Regions from separate parts of the Mus musculus genome. Here region 2 is linked to region 1. A link is a contact called in public Hi-C data. All regions are on one chromosome and are shown on one strand. Each heading gives the region's core, a stretch centred on a gene start, on an enhancer-like site or on the middle of the called end of the contact. The rest is flanking DNA. Distances are from core to core; before and after follow the strand shown.

Region 1 (7,054 bases), core at 509-3,008:
GTAGTGGTGGTGGTGGTTGTTTTGTTGTTGCTATTGTTGGTATTGTTGTTGCTGCTGATGAGGGTTCAGTCACCATGGTAGTAGAAGCATACCATGGAGGTTAGTCACATCCTAGTGGACCAAGAAACAGAGAGAGTTAGATAGGAACCAAGGGCCTGGTGTAAACTTCAAGGCCAGCCCTCAGTGACCTACTGCCACCACAAAGGCCTCTTTGCCACCTAAATATTTCACAGCCTCTCAATACAGTGCTGCTACCAGTCAGGAGACAAATGCTCTCAATATGAGGCTTTGGGGGGTCAAAGGAAGAGTGGTATGGCTTGAATTTGAAATGTGCCTGACTGGCAATTGTCTCTCTTGGGTGTTAGCATATGAAAGCTAAGAGTTGCTACCCTCACAAATCAAGGAAGCAGCTAGGCTGTGCCCTGCTGACTCACAGCTATAATCCTGCTACTCAAGAGGCTAAGCAGGGGATAGCCACAAGTTTGAGACAAGCATGGGCTACAAACAAGTTCCAGACCAGCCTCCCTCCAAAAACAATAAGGAGGTAGACCCTATAGTGAATTAGAAAAATAAGGACAGTAAGTATGTTTAGTATCTACTGGCTATGGGTATGGGGAATAGCTACTTTCATGGGCAACTTCCACCTTCCCATAAGCCAGTTTGGCTCTGTGTATTGATAGTGCTGAAGCACGCATGCTCTTCAGCTCCAAGGCTGTGCTTTTAGGAACATGTCTTAAGTGCACAGACAGCTATCTAACTCACCTAGAAAGTGGTCAGTGCAGCAATGTGCATAATAGCAAACATCACAGTGATCAGTTAAATGACAGACATGGGAAAAATGAAATTATACCCGGAATTTAATGAAATTACATCCAGAATGTCTAGTAAACACTTACTGGACCTTTTCATGGGCCAGACACTGCACTAAAGATTTATCATGTACTGCTCAATTTAGCTCTGAAAACACTTACCAAGGAGATGTTATTATTATGGCTATTTTCCATGGGAGTAAATGGTAACCTGGAGATATGAAGTCACTCGTTCAGGCCCCTACAGTTAGTGAAAGACAGCCCCAAAGGTGGTTACTAAGGCCTTGCTTGCGATGGGTGGCTATCTGCCTCCATATCCAAGGTATTGGGTGTGGACTCTGAAAGATACAAAGGTCCCCTGGGGTCCGAACAAGTTCACTGAAGAGACAGGTAGCAAGATGACATTTGACATGAACACATTTCTGTGATGTGCATACCATATGACACACTTGAGCGGTCTATCTTTCTGTGTACATACGCATGACCGAACAGTCCCATTTGCACTAGGGCTAGGGTAACTTATATGCCAAGCTGCATCGGGGTAACTGGGTCATGGGATGTTGGAGGTATCTCTGTCCCTACTTCCCTGCTGGGTGGACTAAAATGAGATGAGTCACCTGAGCAGTCATGGTTTTTTTTCTTGTTTTGTTTTTTTGTTTTTCAGAAACACTTTTGAACCTTGGAGTTCAGAAGCTGTTACCTACCCCCTACCTGGTCTCATCTTCTGTTTCTAGGTAAGAAGGTAAACCCAGAAAAATCAAGTAGGCGTGTTATAGTCACTTGGCCAATCGGCAGCAGACACAGAAGGGGGCAGACATCTGCCTACTTCTGGTCCTGACTCTTGCCGCTGCCCTCATTCGCTCACGAAGGCACCTGGCAGTGGCCCCTTGAACAGTGAAGCATGATGGGACTCTGCACATTATCCCATGTACCTATCTTCCCACCATCCAGCTCTCTGCTCCAAACATTCCAAGCCCTCCCTTGGTGCCAGGGAGCCAAAAGGCCCGGAGAAAAGATACCCAGCCTGGCTCATTACTCGGCCTCCAGACACTTCTAGATGCTTTTCTATAAGCCAGTGGTCTGAATGGGAGTGTGCCTCAGCTCCCAGCAACACCTTCCAACTGTGCCCTGTGGAGATGCTGACTTCATTAGAGAGGCCCACACCAGAGCTTCTGTGACACTAACAGATCCTCTCTAGTGAAGAACAGTAGTCTGCATTATGTTTTCGAGCATTGGCGTTTTATCCAGGACCTGGATATAATTACTTTCATCCTGTCTGCTGGTAGTAGGAACAGATGTAGCACTCTCTGCCAGACGCCTTGAAGTGACCCATGTTCATCCCCAGCTGCCACCTCCGGTCCCACAGAGATGAACAGGAAGAGGAGGTCCCTGGATGCTCCACCATGCTGCAGACCGTCTGGCCTCCTGCACGCAGGGCACGCAGAGCCCAAGGCTGGTCAGAAAGAGAACAAGAACAGAAGAAAGTCTGTAACCTGCTGGAGATCCAGGGCCAGGAACTGGCCATTGCCTGTGAAGGGCACTCTAGTCCCTAGGAAGCCTCAGGAGAGCACAGTTGTCAGGGTTGCAGAAAAGTTATGAAATGTGTCTTGTTCTTCGTATCCCCACACAGAGGCATGAAGTGCCTCGGAAGACCTTCTTCTTGGAAACAAGAAGAGTCTGACAGATCCCCCTTGGCTCCGCCTCCACAAATTAAACTGGAAAGAGGGGCTAGGACACTGTGGCTGGCTTTTTTTTTCTCTCTGCTTTCTCTCTTACGAGGGATGAATGACAAGATAGTATCTTCATTTTGGATCAAATGAGGACAAGGGAGAAGAGACACAAAGGACAGCCTAGAAGGCTCCACCAACCATGACTACCAAGCGGGATGAGTTGTCACAGGCAAGCCAGCATCCCTCTCGTAGAGTAAAACCCAGAAACATGATATTATCCAGAAGAAAATAGAAAACTCACACAATGAAATGGGATACAGTGATAGAAACAGTGCATAAAAGAATTAAAATGCTCTATAAAACCATGAACACTCTTGTGCCATGTTAGCAGTGATGTCAGCAGCTGCTCCCTCCAGAATGCTTTCCATTAAGTGGCACAATAGAACAATTTTCCCCCTTGTTGAATAGTAATAAAAGAGTTTTTAAATATGTGATTGCCTTTCTTGCTTTTTGACGTTGTTTATATTTGTTATATGTATCTATTAATACATAAGTCCATCTTTTAAACAATAGAAAATACTTTTGTACATTGATATTCCTATTTTAAAGTAGGTAATTGAACTCTGGGATCCTGAGAGTCACACTATAATTGTAAAATAACCTTAGAGCCCAAAGTGAAAATTAAAAGTGTTTTGTTTAAAATTATATCTAAGAACCCCGGTAATGTCATCCCTTAGTAATACACAGAGAATCACATCCAATCTGTTTACCCCAGGAAGTGCCAGTTATCCATAACATGGAATGTACTAGGCTTGCTCATACACAATTTGGAGTGTTGTTTGTCTTTAGTGATGGCATGGTTCCCAGCTCTGCCTCTACCAGGTATAGAAGCAACAACTGAATGTAGATCAAAGGGTGTAACTGCAACCTCAATCCTTGAGTGGGTCTCAGGTACCTGTGCATTTTCAGGGCTCTGTCACCCCATACCCTTTGGGACATGCACCCTTCCATAAATGCCTTTGGTCAAGTTCACTGGACAGAGAGACCTAAGCTCTATCTTCCAACTTCTGCCTCTAACGAAATCTCTCTGATACCCAAGGAAGTTCAAAGCCAAATAGATCCTTTCTCTGACCCAAGGTTTGCATTTCACAGCTAGAAAGTCTGCCTTGGGGATTATGGTGGGAAGAATACTAGCCACAGAGTCAGAGGCAAAGGTTGGGGTCACAGTGAAATCTTTTGCTTGAATGACACGAGGTGACTGTGAGCCTTAGTTGCTCTTCTGTGGACAGAGGCAATGCCATCTCTGCACCTTCCCAGGGAGAATACAAAGCACATCAGGGTTGTAGTGGCTCTTCCTGGTTGTCAACTTGACTATATCTGGAATGAACTACAATCCAGAATTGGGGGGCTCACCTATGATTCAGATCTTGAGATTGGGAGATACAAGTTTTTGATCTAGATATTGGCATGGGGATCTTGAGGCATAGTGGCTATGAATCCCAGGAGACTAAGGCGTGGAGACCTCCAAGTTCAAGGTCATCTGGGACAAAGCAAGTCCCAGATCCAGGAATGGAATATACCTTTAACCTGGGTCATACCTTCTGCTAGAGACCTATATAAGGACATTGAAAGAAGGAAGATTTGCTCCTTTCCCCTGTTTGCCTTGTGGGACTGAGCAACTACTAGATCCTTAGACTTCCATTCACAGCTGACCATTGCTGGGGAGTTGGACTACAGACTGTAAGTCATCATAACAAATTCCCTTACTATATAGAGACGACCCATAAGTTCTGTGACTCTAGGGAACCCTGACTAATACGTGGGTCCACACACTTGGTGCACTATGCAAGTTTCATGCACGTAGGAGCTGGATGTGCATAGATAGAGAAAGAAATACATAACTGAACTCTGCACTATAACTGCTTCCCTTCCCCAACCAGATCTCTCTTTATCTGTCTACCTCGTACAAGTAGAACCATCCACACATTGTATAGTATGGCAGGCCCAAGATTCTCCAGAGAAATTTCAAGAGTACTACTTTCCTGGCCAACCGCCAAGAGAAGGTATGGGAAGGATAATATTGCCCAAGACCCCCATGCAGTAAGCGCTGGGGCAGGTCCTTATATTGGCCAACTGTCATGCTCCTGTTTGCGCATTTCCAATCATTGCAACCTGTGCTCCTTACAGCAGGGACTGGTTGAGTCAAAAAGAAGTCTCTACAGCAACAGTGTTAAAGAAATAGCTCAAGCCTGGTATTTTTAGATATGTGAAAATTCTCTCTAAGCACAGTGTAGGGGGTTAAAAAACTCAGGCCTCTTCCTAGGCCTGTGCGTGGACTGATAAGAGTTTTATCCAATTTACAAGGCAAGAGAAGGAAATAATCATGTGTGATGGAATTGGACAAACCGTCCATCCAGCTCCAAACAATTATGAATATAATACAATCACAGCACTCTGGCCAGGGTCCTGGCAGTGCCGGATTCTTCCCTTCAGTGAGAATCTGGACTTTTGATGCTCATGGCCTCCTGAGTAACCGCAAACTATAGGCAACTAATAATCCAAACAAAGCCATAAACACAGAGTAGAGAGCACATGCACCCTGAATTTCACACTTCTGTCAGCTGACTTCAAGCTGACCAATTGATCCCTGTACCATGTCAGGGAAAACACTTCAGTTAATGTCCTCATTACTCCCAGAAATCCAATTCTGTATATGAGGGAAATCATATTCTAATGATAAGCCCCTAATAAGTCCCTAGAAAGACGAAGAAGCAGCTTCCTTACATGCAGTGAACTGGATAAAAACTTTCAAAGACTTGACTGTTTTCAACCTATCATCTCTCTCCTGCTTCTGCCAGCTTCCGGGTTGCCTATCAATGTCCAGAACAGGATGGCTGTCTTCACCTGCAAAGTCAGCAACCAGAATATGACTATTCCCCTTCTATGACACTGTGGCTTATAGTGAGACCAACTGCAGAGGTCAAACATCATGACTTACAAAAAAAAAAAAAAAAAAAAAAAAAAAACAAGGTCCAGCTGAGCTGTGTGGGAAAGGCTCATTACCACTGAGCCCCACTCTCCAACCGGTTGAGCTGCCTACAGGCTGTGCAGTGAGCTGCAGCTTCTAAGCTTTTATGAGCTATCCCTTACGCTAGGGTGGACCTTGGTGATATGGCTGTCTTTGAGTTATTTCTGCCCCTCACCCATATCCCTAGAAATAATCCTAATAAAACTCATTGGTTCACCAAAATAAAATAAGCAAAAAACAAATCCTTGTCACTGAGTTTTGTTTCATCCTATGATTCAGGCTAAAACATTGAAGGGTCATGATGGGGGTAGGACAGGGAGAGAGAGAACTCAGGTAAGGACAGGAAAGAAGATAGAAAGAGTTTCAAAGAAGAAAGGAAACTCCTAAGGTAAAGGACCACCTTAACAAAGCACAGGTGTATTTGCTGACATTTTTGGACAATTAAGGAACTGAATTTTTTGTCTCAGTACAAAAGGAAACATGACAATACCTTGGACTGGCCAATGATACAACCAATGATTTCACAAGGCAGTGAAGTCCCCTTTGTTAGGGGTGATAAATAGAGCAATGAGATTTGGGGTCAAACTCTTTCTAAATCCAGCAGGAGAGTAGATTGCCTGTTTCCCATAGCAAGGCTCAGGGAGAGCCATTAAAAGCTTTGAGCCAGGAGTGAGGTGATTTTTTTTTTCTTTTTAAAAAAGCAAAGTTTTGTAGTAGAAAAATCTGTGGAAGGTTTTATGAACTACAATATTTTCAATTCCAAATGCAAGACTTAGAGGTGCTCCAAGATGTTGAGAAATAGAGGGTGGAGGATTGTTGCTCCAAAGGAAATTTGACTTGACAAAGGTGACATAAGAAAGCCATCCTTTCAAGATTTGTGACAGACTCCAAGGCTGCCAAACTCAGAACTTCCCTCATAACTCTCAACTCTAATGACAAGCAGATAAAGGCTCAGAGACTGTGGAATGTGTTACTCCAAGAATGACCCTTCACCTGAACATACTCTGTGAGAGACTCAATTACAGAAATGTTTTGGATCAAAAGCATGCGGAATGTCTGATGTTTATAACTTTCAACCAGCAACAGTAGCAACTTTTGCCCTATAAGTAATTAAGGCAAGGCCCATTTACTCGATGTATTTGAATTTCTACAGAAGTCACATGAAACAACATTGCTCTCTGAGTGCCTTATTTAAAAGTATCCAAGGCACCAGTTTTCTTTTAGCTTATTATCCCCTTAATGGTTCTTAGCCTAGTCAGCCACGAGACCAGTCCTCCAGGCCCCCCAGCCCAGGACAACACTCTGAATGTCTATTCTGTTTTCTTTCCTTTATCTGTAACTAGTAGAAAGGTCTCCAGAATGAAGGCATCGGCCATGAACCTGGGTGGCCACTCAACCTTCAGACAGTTTCCAGTGTTGCAACTATATGGCTTTGCTCAGGGTGGCTATCAGCAGTGGCTATCATTTGGGTTTGATGGGCACATACTCAAGTTACCTGTCGCCTCTCTAGATGAAGTAGAATCCACATCTGTTTCCAATGGACTTTC
Region 2 (6,769 bases), core at 4,147-6,646, 810 kb after region 1:
TATAAGCTACCCCAACAGCTCTTTTTGGGACTCTCAAGTGTCCCTTCAGTGCCCTTTGTTGGAAAAGCAAATTACAGTGTCGAGAGCAGACACCCACACGTGCAAGTGACAGGAGAATGTGGGGCACGCATAGCAAAATGTCAGTACTATTACTGATGGAGTAAAGATGGGGTTTCAGGTGGCTGTTAGTTTGGCTTGACATCCCTCCCCACCCCCATTTATTTTGGCTGGAACATGAAGTTGTTTGTACCAAGGTGATAGTCATTCACAGAGATCCCAAGGGAAGCACCACTCTGGTGGCAAAGGCCTTCGCCCTACAGATTTGTTACTGACTATGGAAGAGGCTTCTCCATACTGCGGGAGCATGAGATGAGAGGGAACCCAAACTCAGCAGGGTGACGGAGTGTCGCCAGAGAGGCTTGTCCTGGGAGGACACGGCCCACCCTTCTCTCCAGGTCATGGATTCCGGCAGTACCTACACCCACGCTTGGAGTGGCCTGTGCGGAAGATCTGGGGTGTGGTCAAGAACTGCTCAGCAGTGTGACCACCGGGCGCATAGGACGATCAGAGTTGAATGTGTCTTGGGCGACTCTAGAATGCTCTACTGGACTTAATTTTCAGGGTTCACGGAAAGAGCAGAGCACAGCCAGAGGCCCTGGCCTCCGGGCTGGGACAGCATCCCTTGTCTTAACGCGGTGGTGTCCTGGCCCGAAGCCCCACGTAGTATATCCACAGCAGCAGCAGCCAGCCCGCAGCTCGTCCGCCCTCTGCTGGCAGAAAGCCTGAATGACACTTGGCGTTTGCAGCTATATCAGGAAGTCCGCGCTGTGCCCTTGAAAACACAGGGAGAAACCTGGGCACAATGATAAAGGGGGACACAACTGACAGGGAAGGCGTAGCTTACTCGGAATGTCCTCGTGGGGCGTCCGAAAAGCGCGACAGGATGACTGCCTGTCCCAAGGCCCCAGTGGGTCTGTGAGTGACCTGCTCAACAAGCCCAGCTGGTGTGCCAAGCACCCTGCATTGGTGTACAGGAGCAGGGATGCTCATTTGGGGCAGCTTCGCTGAAGTGCTACAAACTGAGAGGCTTAGAGATCGTATTATTTTCAGAAATGAATTATTTCTTGTTTCTAGTGGATGCAAATCCAAAGTCAAGGTGTTCATAGAGCACTCTGAAGGCTCCAGGGAGGTTCACTAGAAGACCCTTCACCGCAGTTGTCCTATGTCGGTCTCCATGCGGCATTGTCCCTGGGCAGATCTATGCTTCTCTGTTTGTTAGTACAGTAGTTGTTGCAAATAATCAAATATAACTTCACCCGAATTTGATTATATCTAAAATGCCCCTGTTTCTAAAATAGGTTATAAGAAGGAGGGGTGGGACTTTACAACGACTTTCAAAGTCTCACCTCAAACATAGCAGATATGCCCAGCGTGCATCCGGGTATGGGGACTGTGAGCTGACCAACACTGAGGGTCTCCGTGACCAGGAAGCCTGAGTGGCCCATGGGCAGGCAATGCTTGAGGTGGGGACCCAGTAAGGAGAATACTTCCCTGTGGTAGGGGTTGGAACAGGAACTGCTTAACGATTTTATTTAGATCTCTAGGCAAGTGTAGGCAAAGATATTGCTTAAATTCACAAAATTAATAAAGATGGTCTTTTTTTTTTCTAGCTTTCTAGTTCCGTTTCTGTTGCTGTGAAAAAATATCACCACCCAAAGCGGCATAGTTCAGGAAGGGTTTATTTGGCTTTCGGTGACGGGTTAGAGACTACCATCGAGAGAGGTTAAGGGCAGCTGGTCAGATCCCATCCCTAGTCTAGAGCAGAGATACACGATGGACCCTTGCCTCTTTGTGCTCTTTCTTCTTAAACAGCCCAAGAGGCCCAGACCATGTGTCTGTCAGGTCTCAGGCCATGCGTACGTCCAGATGCTGCTAGCTCCCAGGCCCTCCCCACTTTTGCCTTGCATTCCAGCTTCCTGGACTACCAGGATGGTCCTCACCAGCCAAGAAGTAGCTGCAGAAGAGACTACACCATCCCTCATCAACAAAAGGCTGGGATGCAAGGTCTCAGGCTGTGCAAATATCCAGAAATGAGCTCAAACTGGATATATGGATTGCCTGAGACCCAACAGAGCTGTTCACAATGGGCTGGGTCTTTCTTCGTCAATAAGGAATCTAGACCTTCCTCCACAGACATGCCCACAGCTATGGCTTTGGCTATTGTTTTGCGAATACATTTTCAAGGCTGTTATTAAGAGAGAGCCATTTCTCATGTGGTGACACATCTCTGCTAATCTCAGCAACTGAGATGCTGAAGTAGGGAGATCTGTTTGAACTGTGACCCACAGTTAGAACTTGGTACCTCTCTAGGTAGCTGGCCTTCCATTCCTGTGGTTTAAAAGGAAGAAAATCAAATCCACCCAGAGGAGCCCAGGTAAGCTTGGTTTGAAGGATGGCCCAAGATGAGAGAGGTAGGTGTCTTAGCTAGGGTTTCCATTGCTGTAAAGAGACATCATGACCAAGGCAAGTCTTATAAAGGACAACGTTTAATTGGGGCTGGCTTACTGGTTCAGAGGTTCAGGCCATTATCATCATGGTAGGAGGCATGGCAGCATTCAGGCAGGCATGGTGCTGGAGGAGCTGAGAGTTCTATGTCTCATTCTAAAGGCAAACAGGAGAAGATTGCTTCCAGGCAGCTAGGAAGAGGCTCTCTCAAAGCCCATGCCCATAGATAGTGACAACTTCCTCCAACAAGGACACACCTCCCAACAGCACCACTCCTTGGGCCAAGCATATTCAAACCACCACAATAGATAACTAAGGTCATGGCAGAGGAATGAGTGAGCCATGGAGCTCCAGAGAGGGCAGAGGTAGTAACACAGGCCACCTGGCCAGGATCAGGGACAAACTGGATTCAGAGGAGTTGAGGTAGAGGCACCAAAACCTTGTCATTTGTGAAGCTGCAGACAGAGTGCGGCCGTTAGAAGCTTGTACCGCTCTTGAAGAGGACCAGAGTCCAGTCCACTTGTAACACCAGTTCTAGTGGATCGGACATCCTCTAAGGGTGCTACGCTCACGTACACAAATCCACACTCAAACACATGCATATGCACATAATTAAAAATTAAAAAATTAAAAAGAAACTTTATGAACAACTCTTAGGACTGAGCTTGCCTTCTAGATTGTGGTTAGGAAAGCAAGCAGGACTTCATGGTGGCCTACAGGAGCCATACCTGATTGGAGGGCTTCATGGTAGCCTACAGGAGCCACACCTGATTGGAGGTTGGCCTGTGTGTGCCCCCAAGCACAGGTGAGTATGTGCAGTTTCTTCATGGGAAATAGTGAAATATCTAACCTCATAGGATAATACTTCAAAACAAAATAATAACAGCCCAAGACAAAGACAAAGATGTTTTTCATATGCTAATTTCCCTAGTTCAGGTGAAATTAATCCTTTGTCTAATCCAGGATTTTAAACAGCGCTTGCTTAAGGAAGAGGTGTGCCCCTGTGGAGGGCTCTGCTTACTGCCTCTGTTTACCGGCTGCTTGGAGAAGTTAGGTGCCTGGGCTTGCAGCAAGCTGAGATCTTTTATAGAAACGAAAACTTAAAAATATGTTGGTGCACAAGATGTTTTGTGTTGAATTTATCTTCAATGCCAAGTCAGGATTTCAGATACCTCCCGAAATAAGAAAGCGGCGACGGGAGGATTTTAGCAGCCGTTATTTTTATTTATAATTTATACCCTGTCGGCTTCTAAAAAGACCAGAGGCAGCTTCCAATAAAAGACGTGTGCACAGTGAAGTTGCTAAAATGGGCCGAGAAAATGGAAAAACTGGCACAGGAGGAGGAGGAAGCAGAGAAAGGGGTAAAGTCTGTGTGAGTCGAGATTCCATTTAGTTCTGAGCTTTCTGGTGGCTGAAGCAGAGGGAAGAAAGAAGTCTTGCTGGCCTTTCCTGTCTGAGGAAGGCAAAGGCGGGGCACTCCCTGCCTTGGGTGTCAGGAGCAGGAAAGGGCCTGGGCTTTAAGTCCAGCCCCTTCTCACCAAGGTCACCACTTCTGTGGCTTCTTCGTGACCAAATCTTTAAGGCCAAGGTCCCAGAAGCCCACGGGGCCCGAGGTGAGGCAGGGAGGGTGGCTAGAGATTCAGGGCACTTTCATTATGGACTGCTGTCAGTAAAGATATGCAGAGGAGGACCAACAGAACAGGTATGGAGCCAGAGCTGAGGGCAAGGAATTGGGGCCTCTGAGAATACTAATTCATTATTATTGTTTAACATATTAGCATCTATCTATTATTACATGGTCGGCGGCGCTGGCATGGCACACATACGGAGGTTAGAGACAATTCTCTGGAGTGAGTTCTCACCTTACACCTTACTTACTGAGGGTTGAACTCAGGTCAGCACATTTGTATGGCTTTTGTATCTGCTTTTACCCAGGGCACCTCTCACGCTCCCCACCCCCACCCTGAGCCTCAAGATCTTAACTCCACCCTCTGATCTATGATGCTGTACCAGGCCAGGAATGCAGCGGAGTATATTGTAGTGGCATATTGGTCTCCTGTAGTACAGCAGGAGTCTGTTAGCTGGCCCTGTAAGAGCAGTTAGACAGGCATGCGGTACCGGGTCTTCCATTCCTGTCTTGCCCTTGGTCGGGAAATACAGAACTTTCCGGTTTGTTTCCCCTCTCACCCACAGTCAGACGTGGCCTTGAGTCTGAGCCACAACGCTTTTTGGGCGTGTGACAGGGACTCGGTTGTTCTGTCTGATTTGACTCTCAGCTGTGTCACTCTGCAAGGATATTCTTTGACTTTTCTAGGCACACTGTTCCCTGTCCTCACGGTACTGACGATGACGCCTACGACGATGACAATGATGATAGAGATGATGGTGGTGGTGATTATGATGATGATGACGACGTTCCCGTTGTGAGGCTGTATGTGACAAAGCTTTAATAATAGTTCCTGAATATAGCAAACACCACTAGGGCCAGCCACTGTGCGCCCCCTCCTATCCCTTGAGTCCTATCTAAGTCCCTCCAGTGGGACTCAGAATCGCTGTGTCTCCCTGAGCTTGGCAACAGAAGTCTCTAGAAGGTCCTCTTGCTCATGAGTGCTTAGAACCCAGCGCCTACAGAGCTTTTCTTGACGTGCCTGGAGCTCTCTGGAGATTGCAAGACAGGAGCCCTAGTAGATTCTGCGCTCCCAGCCAGAGAGCTGTGCCCCATCTCCACTTGGGGAGACCAAGTAGAGGTCCCGCCCAGCTACAGCATGGCCTCATGTTCCCTTTTGCTCTCCCCTACCAGAAGGAAGGGGGCTCCAGAGGGCTCCAGGGGGTTCAGAACACAGGCCACGCCCTCCTGCTCGCAGCCTTAGAATCACTCCCGCCGGGCTCTGCGCCCCCTCCTGGCTGCTGGGGATAGTGCCTCGCTCTAGTCCTTTCCACTCTTTCTGGTGTCTTTCCCTTTTCCCTCGCGAGAAACTCCAAGTTTTTAACAGGATGGCTATCTGTCTAGTTGTGCCATGTCCCTACCTAGTGCCAACCATAACAATTGTGCCTCTGAGGAAGGAAGGAAGGAAGGAAGGAAGGAAGGAAGGAAGGAAGGAAGGAAGGAAGGAAAATACCAATGTCATTTGTCCCAAACTCAGAAAATTTGTTTTCTATTTGCATTGTTTATAAACCAAATCTAAATCTAGTCTTAATCACCAACCCAAAGCCTTTTGTAAGCTTGTCCTTTCGGATGGGTTTCCCTCCTGCCCGGCTCAAATATTGGTCAGCTAAGAAGTTCTGTGCCTGTCCCTTGTCGGCCGGTGCACAGTATGTCCCGCTATTGGTGTGTGTTGCGGGAGGATGCTGCCAGATCCTTTTGCTCTGTCCCACTCCCTTTAACAAAAGAGTAAGACCCACAGGTGCAGGCCACAGCCTATACCCGGAGGCTCCAGCCAGTCAGCCCCACCCTCTCTGGTCACTCTGGCAGGACTCTGCGCCCCCTGCTGGCACTCTGCAGGGCAGATGGTGCCCTTCAGCTGGCTCCCTTGGCCCTAGTGGCTGGGATGAAAGCGATGGTTTGCTATGCAGTCCAGAAGTCCAAGTCTGGGAGTTACCAAGAATGGCAACGGCTTGCTTAGAGGGCACAGTGACACTAGGCTGATTTTTTTTTTCAGGCCGGTGAACATAGAGGCTGTGGAGGGGTAGAATTCAAGGGAATGAGGCTGCAGTGACTTATATTGTGGTCTAGGAAGGTAACTGCCAGTAGCTAGAGAACTTGCTGCAAGAATGCATTTCTGGGACGCATGGCAAAACAGAAGAGTGGTCCTTGGCTGGGGCCATTGCATCTGCAGCACCAGTCTCCCACGTTCTGGACAGAACAAGTGAGCCACCCAGGGTCCCCAAGCACACAAGGCTCCAAAGTAGACTGTTGAGTGCAATCAGCCACTGCCCTCAGGGAACTGGCAGGTGCCTAGAACATCATACTGAGAGGGGTAACCTGCCAAGAGGTAACAAAAGCAAGCTTAGGGGACCCATGAGATACGCATTTGCTCAGACCCCACCCCAGGTAGGCTGCAATTCTGTAATTCTGTAATGGCTATGGTTCCTCAGAGCCACAGGCTCCGTCAGGACAACAGCTAAGTCTACACTTCCCCTTCTCTCACTGGAGTAAACTGTTGGGTCCTGGTCACCCCAACATGGAGGAATCCCAGCCTTCCTCGTGTCTCTGTAGATGTTCCATGGTCTCTTAAAATGTGTGTGTGTGTGTGTGTGTGTGTGT

Evidence for each region. Hi-C and Micro-C count contacts between places; a contact is called where the count stands out from the background.
Region 2: a Hi-C map of the N1E-115 cell line shows a contact between it and region 1, with 6 times the contacts expected there. The contact joins two enhancer-like sites. A contact is called at or near these places in 1 of 15 datasets of contacts at CTCF or cohesin (embryonic stem cells) and 1 of 484 Hi-C or Micro-C datasets (the N1E-115 cell line).

The regions. Positions count from the first base shown.
Region 1 is chr17:4,590,688-4,597,741 of GRCm38.p6, forward strand. No RefSeq gene overlaps it. Among named protein-coding and RNA genes, the nearest start is that of Gm34259, 18 kb to the right of the region's middle. Within about 2 kb of position 1,759, at least 2 of the 459 cell types and tissues checked have an H3K27ac peak or open chromatin away from gene starts, as enhancers often do. A contact at or near this core is called in the N1E-115 cell line, where this site is marked.
Region 2 is chr17:5,396,860-5,403,628 of GRCm38.p6, forward strand. No RefSeq gene overlaps it. Among named protein-coding and RNA genes, the nearest start is that of Gm29050, 11 kb to the right of the region's middle. Within about 2 kb of position 5,397, at least 44 of the 459 cell types and tissues checked have an H3K27ac peak or open chromatin away from gene starts, as enhancers often do. A contact at or near this core is called in the N1E-115 cell line, where this site is marked.